Regions from separate parts of the Anser cygnoides genome. Here region 1 is linked to region 2. Evidence: chromatin contacts called from public Hi-C data. All regions are on one chromosome and are shown on one strand. Each heading gives the region's core, a stretch centred on a gene start, on an enhancer-like site or on the middle of the called end of the contact. The rest is flanking DNA. Distances are from core to core; before and after follow the strand shown. Region 1 overlaps AGRN (agrin). Region 2 holds the start of HES4 (hes family bHLH transcription factor 4).

Region 1 (5,088 bases), core at 2,462-4,961, 54 kb after region 2:
CTTCGGGGACCCCCTGATCTGCGACAACCAAGTCTCGACGGGGGACACGCGGATTTTCTTCGTCAACCCGGCCCCGCAGTACATGTGGCCGGCCCACCGCAACGAGCTGATGCTCAACTCCAGCCTCATGCGGATAACGCTGCGCAACCTGGAGGACGTGGAGCACTGCGTGGAAGGTGAGCGGGGCGTGCTCGGGGCTTGCCATCGAGTTTTTGGCACGCGGTGCTGCTGGCCACGGGGCGGGCGCGCTTGTCCTGGCTGTGCTGGGGGCAGGGCCTGGCCGCTCTGTGGATTTGCTTATCGAAGGGATGGTGCCTGGCATTGCCCTCGTTAGAGGTGGTGATTGCAGCCAGGTGATGTTGGTTTGTGTTATTTTTTTGGTCCGGATTTATGCAGGTTCTCAGCCCCCTCTGCAAAGCATCTGATGGGGCTGGAGAGGTCCCGCTGCAAAGCCCTGTCCCGGCACCCCTGGGGAGTTCAGGCTCCTCACACCTGAGTTCCCTTTTTTTTTTTTTAGGTTTATTGCTGAAAAGTTAACGAGTTAACCCAGTGGTGAAGGCCTGTCCTTCATCACAGCGACTCCCAGCTCCCGCGCCTGCTAAGTCAGCCTTGCGGACTCGTGCAGGGACGCGAGAAGCCGGCTGAGCTCCCCTTGGGGGCAAAGCTTGCTTCCCCGGGGTGTAACCAGGTCGCAACCAAGCCGAGCGATTTAGGAATTTGGGGGGGATGAGCAGTGCTTTTGTGTCGTTGTGGTGAGCCTCGGTGTCCCTTGTGTGCGTCATCTTTTCCTCGGTGCCTTTGTGCCCGTACCCAAAAGTGTCGTGCAGGGAGGGTGGTCACGGTGTGCTGAGCTCGTGGAAGAAATGCACGCAGAGTTGGCTCGTGGTGCTCTTCTAGCTCCGCGGGACGGCTCCTGTGCCGAGGAGGTGGCTGAGATCCTGGCACCGTGGGTGCAACAACACAGCTGCTGGGAAATGGCGAGTGGGGGACAGCCCGTGCGCCCTCTTTAATGGGGTCCTGGACCTCCAGGCACGGAATAATGCCTCCGCGGAGAGCAGATCTGCAGAGGGTTGAGCTGGTTGCCCAACCACCGCGAAAACATACTTCTGCAATCCCTCACTCGCTGGCTTCTCGCTTCCTCCCTCTGCTCGTCCTGTTCCAGCAAGAGCTCCGGGCTCGTGGGGGAATGCGGTGCCCCAAAAGCCCTCTGTGGGGTCTGAGCACGTCCCGAGAGCAGATGAGTAAACAAGGGCAGGAATGCAGGAATTCTGCACAGGCAACAAACAAACACGCAGCGCGGCTCCCTCCTCCCCGCTGGATGTGCAGAGCAGAGGCCGTAACCCCGTTCTCCAGCTGTGAAGGCTGCCGGAGGTAAACGACCGAGCTCCAAGTCCTCCGGGGCTGGGAAAGTGCCAGCTCAGCACAGCGGCACCCGTCTCGAGTGGCTTTTGCAAGAGGGAGAGACACCGGAGGTTTCCTAGCAGATACGCACCCGTTTTGTACTGCGATCCAAAGGCATCGGCCCTATCGGAGGGGGGTGGGAGAAGGAGGAGGAGGAGGAGCGCAGTGTGGGTTTTTTGTTAAACCTGAGCAAACACTCGGAGGGATTCTGTCTTCGCCCAGCTTTGTGTTCCTTGGCACGCTCGCGTCGCGCGCGCTGGGCTGGCTGAGCTGGGTGGTTCCTGCTTGTGGTGAGGGAGGCTGTCCCTGGAGGCCCAGAGGAGATGGCGAGGGATCTGATTTTCGTCCTGTACCATAGATTTGACTCCGAATTTATGTGGGACCCGCGCCTGCTCCCCTATTCCACGGGGGAAATTCAAAACTGGTTTCTTTAGTGCGATGCTGATTAAAACCCCCGTGTGCAGCATCTGGCCGTGTTGGCCAGCTGGGCTGGGACGAGGAGCACCGAGCCCTGTCCCCACGGTGGGGACACATCCTGCAGCTCTTCCTACAGAGCATAACAGGGCTGTGGGGCTGTGCCCCGCGGCCCTACAGGCGTGCTGGTGCAAGCAGAGGTGCGTGGGGCCTGCGTGCTCTGGGCTGCAAGCAGCGTGTCCTCCCATAAGCACATCCTGCTGCGAAGGTTTTGCTCTGTGACCTCTCGTGCAAGGGAGCTGGAGGTGCCAGAGCTGGGCCTGTTTGCAATTTCTCTTTGCCCTGTGATTAAATCGCAGGTCCGTGGGTTTATTTTCCCTCCCTGCTTTGCTGACGCCCTCTCTTGATGTCAGGTAGCAGGCGATTCTTTGCGTCTCTCTCCTTTTTTCCAGTCGCTTTGCTCCCTTTAATTAAGGCCCTCATCCCGAGGGCTCCGCGGGACGCTGCGGGCACGCGGAGAGATGCCCAGGGCTTGGGGACAGCAGCGGGGACATGCGAGGGCTGGAAAACAGCCTGGGGGGAGCTGGCCGTGCGTGGTGGACCTGCCTTCTCCAGGCTGGTGACACCTGCCCGGACCCCTGCGGAGGAAAAAACAAAAACCAGGGAGCCCCGAGCTGCCAGTATCTCATCTCCAAGCGCTGCGCAGGGGAGGTGCAGCAGTTCTGTGCTGTTTCAGGCTGGTTTGGCAGCTCTTCCAGTGCCTTGATAAAGCCGCCTTCCTTGTCACATCCCCTGGACTTGTTTTCCCTTTTTATCCCTGTCTTGGAAGCCTGGTTGTTGTGTGCGCATCCTGCATGCTGGCTGCACCCCGGCACAGCTCCTCACCTCCAAAAATGAGGTTTCCTCCAGCTGTACCCAAACCTCACGCCTCTCCCGAGGTGTGCGTGAGCTCCGCTCGACTTGCCCAGCGTAGCTGAGGAGCTGGGCTCTGGGAGGCCGTGAAAAACCAGCCATGAGAACCTGCTCCTGCCGCCCTGGGAATCCTTTCTGAGCTCTGAGTCTGAGAATTTAGCTCCAGGACTTGTTTCCCATCAGCTCCCCACAGGAGGGTTCAAAGCGAAGCTGCCCAGGACGCTGCGCTCCGAGGTTAAAAACAAACCTTGGAGAGCTTTTGCAGAAGGAATTGGAAGAATGGTGGCAGCTGGATGGAAAAAACACGGATGTTTTGAGAATCTTCATCTCCTGTCGCTGCAGCTTGGAAAAATCCTAGAGACCAAAAACCTTTCCTGCCCTAAAAAGGGGAGGGGGGTTCAAACCAGGGCGAGTCTGTGAAACAGCTCAGGTTGGGGGTTGGAGCAGCGATCGGTTTGGTGATGTTTAATTGTGTTAAAAGAGCTCCGGCTGGCTGCAGCCGAAATGTAGGGCTTGAGCTAAGCCTGCGAGGGGGCTGCAGGAGCCCCCCGGGGACTGCAGGAGCCCCCCCGGGGCTGGGACGATGCTCGAAGGGGGATGCTCGCTCCTGCCTCTGCGGGAAGGCGCACGAGGGCTACCCTCGTGCAGGTTTCCCCTTGCTCTTTGGGACATCTGGATGAGGTTTTCCGGGAGAAGATTTACCCGGTGAAGCACAGCCTTGCTGGTTTGGTGCCTTTTAACCCTCGGTATTGCAAAAAGGGGGTCGGAGTCGCAGTGCTTCGGGTGTTTGAGGCTCCGTTCCCTGACAGCGCCATCGAGCACCCACTTCTGGAGCCCAGGAGATGTTCCCCGGGTGTGTCTGGCTCGTGTTTCCCTTTGATCGCGGCTCCACTCGGAGAAAATTGAGATTTTTGTGTGCGGTGTGGGAGGGGCAGGCGCTGACTCCAGCGTGAGCTGGCTGGGTGGAAGGAAGTTCAGCCGAAAGCCACGGCGGAGCCCTGGTTAATGAGAAGCCAGGGCTCCTTCCAGGCGTGATTTGCATGAACCCGGGTGCAACAGCCCCGGCTGAGATTGTTGTGCTGGCTGTGGGGATCGGGCTGGACTTTGAACCCCCTGGGAAAAGCCGTGCGTGAGCGCAGTGCGTGGGGAAACCCGACAGCCTCGGGCACGGGGTGCTGTGACTGCAGGCCCTGCCGGTGGCTCGAAGCCCCCATCCCAGGGCAGGACGCCTGCAAGAAGCTCCTTGCCTCGTGCTTTTTCACCTCAACTTCTCGGATGAGGTGGGAAACGGCGCAAAAAGTGGGGTTTTCTCTGAGCCTTTTGGCTGGGATGGATGCATCCTTCGTGGTGGGGCAGCCCGGGGGTGATGCTCTGCACCCCCACAGGGGTCTGTCCGGCGCTGGGAGAGGCATCCCTCGGTGTGCCCAGCCCTTCCCGAGCTTTTTGGGGCTCCTGGCCACCGGGCAGAGCTGCTGGGGTGCCTGCAGGTGCTGCCACGAGGACGCCAGCAGCCCTCGGGGACGCTTTCCCCCCGATAGATGCCCGGACTGAAGCTCTCGGCTCTGGCTGGCGTTCAAGATGCGCTGTGCTGCAGATGCTCCATACGTTTAAAAATGTCACTTAGCTCTCATTAAAATCCTTATTATAGCCAGTCCAGAACCCTCCTGACTCTTCATCTCTGTGGCAACCCTATTAATTACTCCCGTGGAAGAACCGCATCCAGCCTCGGCTCTCCCGTGTTTTCACCCAGGCAGATGGCACCCCCCTCTCCTCCAGCTCCCTCCTCTATAGGGTGAGCCCGATGGTTGCTGAAAAATCCCTCTTTCACCCCGTGCCCAAAGTTTTTTGGTGGACTTGGGAGCGGGATGGCTTTGAAAGCACCTCCAAGTGACGTTGCCCGCCCCGTTTCATCGTCTTCCTCTTCACTTTTATTCCCTCCTCCCTTTCCTTCGAGGTCCGTGCCTCTGCAGGACCGAGACGTTTTGTTCCTGTAAGCCAGCCCATGCAAAATTTCCTTTTCAGGCCCCTTCCAGGGGCTGTAGGAAATGCACAGTAGGCTCCTCTCAGCAAGGAAATCGCTGGCACGGGCTCGTGTTAGGTGATGCGGGCTGCGGTCACTTCCCATGGCCGGGTCTCTGCAGCCCTTCACCCCATAACGATTTCTTTTGAATCCATCCCTGGCAATTCTTTGTCTCTCCAAACAGGCAAGGGAGGGGGCTGGAAGGGTTGGTGCGTGGGTTTCTGCTTAAAGAAGGATTTTTTTTTTTCCATTTCTTTTTTTTTTTTTTTCCCCTCTCTTTTTTTCTTCTTCCTCTTCTTGGCTCTGTTTTGAATTGAAGATAATGAGAACAGCATCAACAC
Region 2 (4,647 bases), core at 395-2,894:
TTGAATATTTGTTACAAAACTATTTCTCATTTATTTCTTTTTCTTAAAAAAAGTATCTCAAATAAAGGCATTTCAAAGGAGTAAAAATACAAGTTGAGATCCCAACCTCTGAAAATAATAAATAGCACGTTCATATCGAGGTCCTTTTTTTTTTTCCTTTTAAATCCTCCATTCTGCGTTTTTTTTTTTAAAAAAAAAAAAAGAAAAACCCGACCATAACAGGGCTCCTTACAACGGAGCCAAGCAGAGTTTCGTGCCTTTTTGCTCTGGGCAAGTCACCAAGGCCTCCAGACGGATTCACTGCGCTCTGCGACGGGGCTCCCCGCCTGGGACGCCGGCACAATGCTGCCCCCAAATGATGTCAAGCCCTGCACCGGGGACGCCGACGGGGTGGCGGATGCGTTCCCCGATCCTCCTCCTCCTCCTGCAGACACGGGGACGTTGGCGTTGGCGTAGAGGGGGATCACCGGTCCGGAGCCGGGCGGGAAGGCTGGGTTGGGGATGAGGAAGGCGAATTGGCCATCGGTGGCCGGGACGAGCTGGAAACCCCCATAAACCTTGGGGGACAAGGCTTCGGCGGGGTTCATCTTGCAGGGCACGGGCACGGCTCCGGCAGCGGGCGGCAGCTGGACGTGCAGCGGCTGTGCCAGATGCGCCGGCTGCCCGGCGGGCGGCGGAGGAGGAGGCGGCGGCGGGTAGTTCATGGCCACGATCTGCCCCAAGCAAGCCGAGAGGTGGCCGAGCAGGCGGGTGCGGACGTCGGCGTTGACCCCCTCGCAGGTGGAGAGGAACCTGGTCACCTCGTTCATGCACTCGTTGAAACCAGCCCGGTATTTGCCCAGCACCGTGGGGTCGGCGCTGAGGGCGGCTGCAAAGCGAAGGGCGGCGGGTGAGCGGCTGCGGGGTGGCGTGCGAGCGGCCACCCAGCCCCCCCCAAAAAAAACCCTGAAAAGGGATTTTTTTTTATTTTTTTCTTAAAGAGGATGATGAGAGGGATGCCGGGTTTCGTCCTTACCCGTCATCTGCGCCCGCTGCAGGTTCCGCAGGTGCTTCACCGTCATCTCCAGGATGTCCGCCTTCTCCAGCTTGGAGTGCCGCGAGCTCTGCGGGACGACAGCGGCCGTCAGCCTCCCCCCCACCTTCTTCCTCACCCCCCAGACCCCCCTCCGTTTCGCCTTCCCACCCCCAAAAACACCCCAACTCACGTCTTTTTTCAGCGCGTCCAGGATGAGCGTCTTCAGCTGCCCCAGGCTCTCGTTGATGCGCGCCCGGCGCCGCTTCTCCATGATGGGCTTGGAGGACTGCGGGGAGAGCCTCGGTTGGTCGCCGATCGCTTCCACACCCCCCCCCAAATTAATTTTTGATTTAATCTCCCCCCTCCCCATGCACCGACCTCAGCACGGCCGCCGGCTCGCCGCCATCCACCTCCGCCGCGCGCCGGCCGGGCCCCGCCATTTACCTTGCGGTGCTCGCTGGCGCTCCGGGGCTTGTCCGGCGTGTGGCTGGCGGTGGCCGGCGCCCCGGCGATGGGCGAGGCGGTGGGCTTCTCCGGGCCCGCGTCTGCGGGCATGGCGCTGCGAGCGGCGGCGGCGGCACCGCGGAGCTCCGGCGGCGGCAGCGGGGCCGGGAGTGGCGGCGGCCGGCTCCCCCCCTGCCTTTTATACCCGCCGCCCGCTCCCCATTCGTGGGAAACCGCCGCCGCGGCCGTTCCCACAGCGCCGCCGGCCAATGGCAGCGCGGATCGCCCCCCCCCCCCTCCCCGCCGCCCCGCAGCCCGCGCCGCGATTGGCGGGCCGGGGCGTCACGCGCGCGGGCGCGCGCGCGCGGCCCGCCCCCTCGCTCGCGCGCCCCGCGCCTCGCCCCGCCCGTCGGCGGGAGGCCGCCCGGCGCGCGCGGGGCCACGCGGGGACGGCGGCGGCGGGCGGCGGGCGGCCAATCGGCGGAGGGCGGGCGGCGGCGCCGGCGCCGATTGGCTGGCGGGGAGCCCGGCCGTCAATCAAGCGGGCGGCGCTCGGCCCCGCCCTCGGCCGCCCGGCGCCGGGAGCACGTGCCGCCGCGCGCCCGGCGGCCCGCGGGGGGAGGCCGCGCCCACTGGGGCGCGCGCCGGGCGCCGTGCGGAGAGCGGCGGGAGGCGTGCGGCGTGCAAGGGGCGCCGCGGGAGGGGCAGCGAGCAGCGTGCAAGGGTAACGGGCACCGTGCAGTGGGTAACGGGCACCGTGCAAGGGTAACGAGCAACGTGCAATGGGTAACGGGCACCGTGCAAGGGTAACGAGCACCGTGCAATGGGTAATGAGCACCGTGCAAGGGTAATGAGCAACGTGCAATGGGTAATGAGCAATGTGCAAGGGTAACGGGCACCGTGCAAGGGTAAAGGGCACTGTGCAAGGGTAACGAGCACCGTGCAAGCGGTAACGGGCACCGTGCAAGGGTAACGAGCACCGTGCAATGGGTAATGGGCACCGTGCAAGGGTAACGAGCACCGTGCAAGGGTAACGAGCACCATGCAAGGGGTAACGGGCAACGTGCAATGGGTAATGAGCACCGTGCAAGGGTAACGAGCACCGTGCAAGGGTAACGAGCAACGTGCAATGGGTAATGGGCACCGTGCAAGGGTAACGAGCACCGTGCAAGGGTAACGGGCACCGTGCAATGGGTAACGGGTACCGTGCAGTGGGTAACGAGCACCGTGCAAGGGTAACGAGCACCGTGCAAGGGGTAACGGGCACCGTGCAAGGGTAACGAGCACCGTGCAATGGGTAACAAGCAATGTGCAAGGGTAACGGGCACCGTGCAAGGGTAAAGGGCACCGTGCAAGGGTAACGAGCACCGTGCGATGGGTAACGGGCACCGTGCAAGGGTAACGAGCACCGTGCAAGGGTAACGGGCACCGTGCAAGGGTAACGGGCACCGTGCAAGGGTAACGGGCACCGTGCAAGGGTAACGAGCTATGTGCAAGAGTAACGAGCAACGTGCAATGGGTAACGAGCAATGTGCAAGGGTAACGGGCACCGTGCAAGGGTAAAGGGCACCGTGCAAGGGTAACGAGCACCGTGCAATGGGTAAGGGGCACCGTGCAAGGGTAACGAGCACCGTGCAAGGGTAACGAGCACCATGCAATGGGTAACGGGCACCGTGCAAGGGTAACGAGCAACGTGCAATGGGTAATGGGCACCGTGCAAGGGTAACGAGCAACGTGCAAGGGTAATGGGCACCATGCAAGGGGTAATGGGCACCATGCAAGGGGTAACGGGCACCGTGCAAGGGTAACGAGCACCGTGCAATGGGTAATGGGCACCGTGCAAGGGGTAACGGGCACCGTTCAAGGGTAACGAGCAACGTGCAATGGGTAATGGACACCGTGCAAGGGGTAACGGGCACCGTGCAAGGGTAACGAGCACCGTGCAAGGGGTAACAGGCAACGTGCAAGGGTAACAAGCACCGTGCAAGGGTAACGAGCACCGTGCAAGGGTAACGAGCACTGTGCAATGGGTAATGAGCACCGTGCAATCGGTAACAGGCATTGTGCACTGTGCAATAGGTAAAGAGCACCATGGAAGGGATAACGAGCACTGTGCAATGGGTAACGGGCACCGTGCAATAGGTAAAGAGCACCGTGCAATGTTCAATGGGTAACGAGCTCTGTGCAATGGGTAGAGAGCACCATGGACCGTGCAGGGGGTAATGAGCACTGGGCACAGGGCACTGGGGACCCGCAGGTACTTTTCCTGCCACTTGCATCCTTTTTTATGCCAGTTCTGTATTTTTTTATACCAGTTTCATGCTTTTTTTATGCAGTTTCCACCCCTTTTTATACCATTTTCATCCATTTTTACGCCATTTCCATCCCTTTTTTTGCCAGTTCCATCCTGTTTCCTGCCACTTCCAACCTCTTTTATACCAATTCCATCCTTTTTTATGCCATTTCCGTCCCTTCTTTACACTGTTTCCGTCCCTTTTTATACCATTTCCATCCCTTTTTTATGCCTCTTCCATCCCTTTTTACACCGTTTCCATCCCCCTTTTACAGCACTTCCACCCCCTATTTATACCACTTCCATCCTTTCTCCTACCACTTTCGTCCTTTTTATACCAGTTCCCTTTTTTATGCCAGTTCCACCCCCTTTTTATACCAGTCCCATCCTTTTTATGCCACTTCCATCCCGTTTTATACCAATTCCATCCCTTTTTACACCATTTCCGTCCCTTTTAATGCCATCCCTTTTTATGCCAGTTCCGTCCCTTTTTATACCATTTCCATCCCTTTTTTATGCCGCTTCCATCCCTTTTCCTACCACTTCCATCCCTTTCCTACCAGCCCCATCCTTTTTTGCACCAGCTCCATCCCCTTTCCCACCTGTTCCACGCAGGGGCAGCAGCATCGCCTGCTCTCACGTGAAACCACGCAAAAACTCCTGGAAACATTTCACTCCTCGCTGCCCATCCTCCCGCAGACAGCAAAGCTGCAGGGGGACCCATTTATTTCGGGCTTCTCCATCCAAGGTGCGTACAACCACAGCTCCTGGCTGAGTTTTGGGGTTGGGTTTGTGGAGGGATGGGTTTTTGGGGGGGGGGTTTGTGACCCCAGCACTATTTATCTTAGTGTCCACAAATTGCAGCCTGCTCCTTTGCAAAACCAGCGCACCGAGG

The links. A called contact is a pair of places that touch in the nucleus more often than the background predicts.
Region 1: a contact with region 2 is called in a Hi-C map of liver, with 9 times the contacts expected there. The contact joins the enhancer-like site here to the promoter of HES4 in region 2. A contact is called at or near these places in 2 of 7 Hi-C or Micro-C datasets (both in liver).

The regions. Positions count from the first base shown.
Region 1 is chr23:5,187,565-5,192,652 of Taihu_goose_T2T_genome, forward strand. It overlaps AGRN (agrin), which reads left to right. Exons shown (of 36, transcript XM_066982320.1): 2 at 1-176. Among named protein-coding and RNA genes, the nearest start is that of AGRN, 9.1 kb to the left of the region's middle. Within about 2 kb of position 3,712, at least 3 of the 3 cell types and tissues checked have open chromatin away from gene starts, as enhancers often do. A contact at or near this core is called in liver, where this site is marked.
Region 2 is chr23:5,135,575-5,140,221 of Taihu_goose_T2T_genome, forward strand. HES4 (hes family bHLH transcription factor 4) reads right to left here and starts at 1,645. Exons shown (of 6, transcript XM_048067760.2): 1 at 1,460-1,645; 2 at 1,206-1,301; 3 at 1,016-1,103; 4 at 417-868; 5 at 346-414; 6 at 259-344. The coding sequence starts at 1,570. The coding sequence ends at 276.